Regions from separate parts of the Anas platyrhynchos genome. Here region 1 is linked to region 2. Evidence: chromatin contacts called from public Hi-C data. All regions are on one chromosome and are shown on one strand. Each heading gives the region's core, a stretch centred on a gene start, on an enhancer-like site or on the middle of the called end of the contact. The rest is flanking DNA. Distances are from core to core; before and after follow the strand shown.

Region 1 (2,700 bases), core at 25-2,524, 160 kb before region 2:
CAAAACCTTTAGTTTAAGTAAAAAAAAAAAAAAAAAGCCACGATGTGACACGGCACCTCTATTTTTCCCAGCAACTTGATTTTGCAGAGTATCAAAAACACTCTGTGTCACTGTTATGTTATCGCTGCATTTTTAGTATACAAAACTTCCATTTTGGTTTTTATTTAACTCTTATGATTGCTTTTTTTCCTTGAACTTGTGCAAAAAATCACTTTGCAAAGAAATCATCTCCAATGTTCAGAGTATCTTGATTGACTAGCAAGTGTTATACTGTTGCAATATTTGATTGTATAGAGACACTGTATTATCTATAAGAAAAAAAAAGCAAAAAAGGCTGTGTATAGGTTTTTGGTACTATGTACCACCTCTTATTTCTCTCATGCCCAAGTATTCGTGTACTTAAAGCATACTATATTTAATTGTGTTTTGATTTAAAATATATAAATATTAAAACTTGTGTCAATTTTCTGTTTTGATGGGATTTGAGTTTACATGTTTTTTAAAGGTGGGTCTTATGGGTTCATAAAAAAAACAAAAAACACCTGAAATGTTTGTCCTTGGTACATTTGCAAACGCTAATTAATCTTGTAATGGGATGACGTAGTATACTAAGAATCATTTCAATAAATTCTAGGGCTTGATCAGAAATACTTTTGGAACAAAAAGCAGGGAGAAATGGCTGGCAAGGTCCCATCTCACTCATGGGACCAGCCTGCTCCTCCAGGGTGCACAGACATGGCCTTGGGAGCTGTCACTGACTGGCTGAGCTCTTGCTTTGGGTAATTTCTCTAAGCTGTTTTGTTTGAATGGTGGCGAACTGGTAAGACAGTATTCTGTGGTTGGTTTGGTTTCCCTCTTCTGTGTGTAGGCAGTATTGAATTTTGATAGAGTGCTGGAGGCTACGGACACCTGATGCTTGCCATGCTTGTCACTGGTTTGTGCTGGGTGGGACAGGAGATGCTGTATTTCTTGCTGTGTTTTGCATAGCAGGGTTGAGTCTCTGTCCTTGGTGCGGAGCCCATGGAGCCAGTGTTTTTTTATGGCGGATAAAACACTCCACTCTGCAGCCCAGCCCTCCTACTAACACGGGCAAGGCACAGGCTGCAGAATTACTTTATTTTTGTACACGACAATGTAACAATCTAGGAGCCTCCTTACGCTTTTACAGCGTTACGTGTGAGAAAGGTATTAAAAAAGCATCTCGGTGGCCACTACCGGGAAAGCCATGACCGGCGGGGACCGAGTCCGTGCTCAGGGGGGTCTCGAACCTGCGTTTCCCCGAGCCCCCGCCGGCCGCCGGGGGGCAGCAGCGCCGCGCCCGGCTCCCCCCGGTCCCGCCCCGGCGGCGCGGCCGCTTCCGGCGCACGCGGGCAGCAGCGCGCACATGGCGGTGAGGGGGGCACCGGGGGGGGACGGGGCGCTCCGGGACCCCCTGGCTGCTGTGGGGGTCCCCCGTAGGGCCCCGTCCCTCGGAGGGGTGCTCGCTAAGGGGGGCCGCTACCGGCCCGGCGTGGGGCGTCTGGGCCCCGCCGTGCCCCCGGGCTGTGCTGCCGGGGTCCCGGTGCTGAGCCCGCTGTCCCGCAGGGCGCGGCGCCTCCCGAGGACGTGGAGCGGCTCCTGATCCAGTTCCGCGATGAATCCGGGGAGCCCCTGGGGTCCCCCTTCGATGTCCCGCTCCGCATCACGCCGGGAGAGCTGCAGCTGGTGTGCAACGCGCTGCTGCAGGAGGTGAGGCCGGGGGGCACCGGGCGTCCCGGCACCTGGGCTGCCCCGCGCTATCGCTCCTGCCCCTTCTCTTGCAGGACGAACCGGTGCCCTTGGCCTTCTTCTTCCGCGATGCCGAGATCGTGGTGTCGCTGGAGAAGACCTTGGCGGGGCAGGCGGTGGAGACAGAGAAGGTGCTGGACATCGTCTACCAGCCGCAGGCGGTGTTCAGGGTGCGGGCAGTGACCCGCTGCACCAGCTCCCTGGAGGGGCACACTGAGGCTGTCATCTCCGTCGCCTTCAGCCCCACGGGAAAGTACGAGGGGCTGGGTGCAGGCGGGGGGCTCGGGGCAAGGCAGGGTCACCGTGCTGAGCCTGGCTCTTTCTCCTGTCGCAGGTACCTGGCGAGTGGCTCTGGAGACACCACGGTCCGCTTCTGGGACCTCAGCACGGAGACGCCGCAGTTCACAGCCAAAGGTGGGTGTGGGGTGTGCCAGGGGGCGGCTCCTGAAGGCCCGCAGGGATCCTTCCCCCTGCCCAGGGGGACACAGAGCAGCCCTTGGGTGCTGTGCCAGCCACATGGCACCTTCCCTTGGAGGGGAGTTGCTCTCTTCCACTACTGAAGTGAAGAAAGGATGAGGAACATGCAGGATTTTCTTTTGTCCTGGGAGTGCTGCGTGCTGGGGCCAGGTCGGTGCAGCTCTCCGCTCACTCTTGCTCACGCTTTCTCTGCCAGGCCACCGACACTGGGTGCTCAGCATCGCCTGGTCTCCTGACGGCAAGAAGTTGGCCTCGGGCTGCAAGAACAGCCAGGTGGGTGCTGGCTCCGTGGTCCCGTGGTGCCCCAGCAGCTGGGCTGGGGGGAATCTGGGGGAGTGCAGAGTGGCCTTGCCCAGGAGACCCTGTGCAGCTCTGGTCTGAAGCAAAACGCAGCCTGCAAAGTGAGTGCCAGGGGCTTTAGGGGCGAAGACTTGTTTTCTTTGGCAGCTTGGGCAA
Region 2 (2,700 bases), core at 36-2,535:
TTGTGCTTTTCTTTGTGCAGGCCATGGAAGCAGACAAGAGTGACTCGTGGTTTGCTGCGCAAAAGAAGAAGAAGGCGTCTGCTTAGCTGGAGAAAGAGGCAGGACTGGCTGGTCATTCGTGCCTTGGTTTTTGTCTGAGCAAAATGCCGATCATCTGTGACGTGTTGCATTGCCCCTTCCAGTGGGAGGATGCAGTGATGTCCCATCATTTTTTTTGTTTGTTTTAGGCTTGTATCTCTTGTTGTTGCTCTCTCCTTTCAAGCAAATGTCATGTGCTCCTTCATACATGGGTGAAAATTAAGGAATAGGTTGGGCATGTGGCTTCCAAACAGGAGCCATCAGAACCTTACGTATTTCTAGTGTGATTATACTTGAAAAACAGCTTGCTAGGTTAATTAGAATATCCACTTCTGTAATTAATGAGCTTTAGCTGTCCCGATTTGTGGTTTAGGGCAGGGGCTTTCAGGCAGCCATTGCAAAGACCCTGCTTTGGTGGTGAGGTGCCAGGTGAGGGGAGGGGCTGCTCGTGGACCACTCGAGCACTTTGGCCATCAGAGAGAACGCCTCCCTGAGAGCACAGTCATTGTCTTGTTGAAGCATGCGGCTCTGCTGGTCTGAAACAAACAGCAGCTCCATGCCAAGCTGTTCCCCAGCTTTCAAGGTGAGGTGTTCGCTTGAGAAGCCTGTGGTGGATCTCGCTGTGCTGCACGAGGTTGCTCTGGGCTCCTGTGTATGTCAGCATGAGGAGCATCTCGGGTTCCAGGCGTGTAACCATCAAGTGTGTTCTGCCGGGGCGCCAGCAGGCGGCTCAAAATAAGTATATAATAGTTTTGTAATTAGCTTTGATGTGGAATTATCCTCGGAAATAACAGTCCAAGGGTTATTTCATCAGAATGAAATCGGCTTTTCCTAGTGGAACAAGAATGGGGGGTGCAGGGGGGGATTACCCACACGGTGCGTGTCGGGGGTGCTGCCTGGCTTTTAACTTTTCTTGGAGAAAGCCTTCAGTTTCATGGAAAAAGCAGACAAAATCAACAGCATTAGCAATCACTGAGACACAGTGCCTGTAGCAAATGAGTTTAAAGGGGGGAGGAATGCCCTCGATGTGATTTTGGTATGTTTTTGATGCAGTTGGCTGAACCACAGCCTGATCAGGCTGAGCCTGAACTGTGCAATCGGCCTTTACATGAATAAAAAGTGATTCGTGACGAGGCTGCGCCTCCTGTCCTTCCAGCCCCCCGCCGCGCCCTTTTAGGGCAGCTTTCCCCTAAATTCGGCCTCGACGCCTTAAAGCAACCCAAAATCCCTTTGGGGGGGGGGGGGCGAGCAGCGCCTCCTCCCCGCCGCCAGGAGCCGCTGCGGGCCGGCAGCCGCCGGGGGGGGGGGCGCCTGCTTTGGCTGCCCGCAGCGCCGCCGCCATGGAGCCAGGTGGGAGAGGGGGACACGGGGGGATCCCTGGGGGGGTTGGGGGTACCGGGGGGGCTCGGTTAACCTTGCGCCGCGTGTCTCCGCAGGACCCTGGGGCGTGTGCGAGGAGATGGCCATCCTGCACGGTGCCTTCCTGCTGGCCTCCAGGCTCGTCCAGCCGCGGGCGCTGAGCGAGCTGCGCAAAGGCGAGTGGGCGCTGGTGGGGCCCCCCATCACCGACGCCCTGAAGGAGATCGGTGCCCGCTGCCCTTCCCCACCGCAGGGCAGCCTCTGGAAGAAGGAGGCCGTGGCCGTCGTCTGGGCCAAGGTGCTGCTGCCTGCCCCCCCCGCCGCCTTGCTGGACCAGGAGTGGAGGGAAGATGCGTTTTTCTCGGTGGGCAGGATGATCCCCGACGTGAACCACACCGTCCTGTTCGAGCTGGTCAAAGCCCTCGGTGAGCCCCGGCATTTTGTGCAGCTGCTGCTGGCGCTGCCCCACGCCGTGCGCCGCAACGAGCTGCAGCGCTTGGTGCAGTACGTCGCAAGCGAGACGTCCCCGTCGGACATCAGGTTCTTGCTGGACGTCTGGTGGGAGATGATGAGACACGAGGAGGGGCAGGAAGACAGAACAGTCTCTACGTTCAGCGCCCTCGTGCATCAGCATGGGGGTGAGTCCTCTCCGGATGATGGTCTTCAGCCCCCGAAGAGGTTCAAGGGTGACCCTGGCTCTCTGAGTGGCTCTCCTGCTGCCACCAGCCTGCTAATGGTGCTGGTAGAAGGGCTAAAGGAAACCTACAGGAGCATTGCCCAGCCCCGCATGAAGTGCTGTGCTTTGGCCAACCTGGTGGAGCTGCTGTCGGCGTTCAGCGAGCTGGCAGCAGAGGGCAGCCCCCTCCCTGTCACGGAGTACCTGGAGAAGGTCAGCTCGGTGGTCAGCCTCTGGAGCAGCGACGCTGAAAGCCAGTACCACCACAGGGCGCTGGATGAACAGGTGAAGGAGGCTGAGAGAAGCGTGAGCTTCTCGTCCCTGGCCAAGCTCTCACGTGAGGAACTCTTTGTGGGTTTGGACTTTCTCTGCAGCTTGCTGCATGCCTGGGGAGAGGAGCTGCAGGGCATCCTGAGCAGCTTGGAGGATCCCTGCTATGAGAGCTACCGGCTCCTCGATGCTCTTACTGCCTTTAGGAAGAACCTGGTTTGCTTCTCTGAGAACAGAGGCCTGAGTAAGGATGAGATGCACAAAGCGATCGAGCTGGCACAGACCATTGAGGACTTTCTCAAGGAGATCAGCACCAG

What was found. A called contact is a pair of places that touch in the nucleus more often than the background predicts.
Region 1: a contact with region 2 is called in a Hi-C map of subcutaneous adipose tissue, with 2.9 times the contacts expected there. The contact joins the promoter of NLE1 here to the promoter of GEMIN4 in region 2. A contact is called at or near these places in 3 of 8 Hi-C or Micro-C datasets (liver, skeletal muscle and subcutaneous adipose tissue).

Annotation. Positions count from the first base shown.
Region 1 is chr20:3,842,307-3,845,006 of IASCAAS_PekinDuck_T2T, reverse strand. NLE1 (notchless homolog 1) reads left to right here and starts at 1,274. Exons shown (of 13, transcript XM_027472682.3): 1 at 1,274-1,390; 2 at 1,585-1,728; 3 at 1,803-2,020; 4 at 2,102-2,181; 5 at 2,441-2,517. The coding sequence starts at 1,385. AKAP10 (A-kinase anchoring protein 10) reads left to right here. Exons shown (of 14, transcript XM_027472678.3): 14 at 1-457.
Region 2 is chr20:3,684,599-3,687,298 of IASCAAS_PekinDuck_T2T, reverse strand. GEMIN4 (gem nuclear organelle associated protein 4) reads left to right here and starts at 1,285. Exons shown (of 3, transcript XR_005260262.2): 1 at 1,285-1,428; 2 at 1,515-2,700. GLOD4 (glyoxalase domain containing 4) reads left to right here. Exons shown (of 9, transcript XM_005011869.4): 9 at 21-1,212. The coding sequence ends at 86.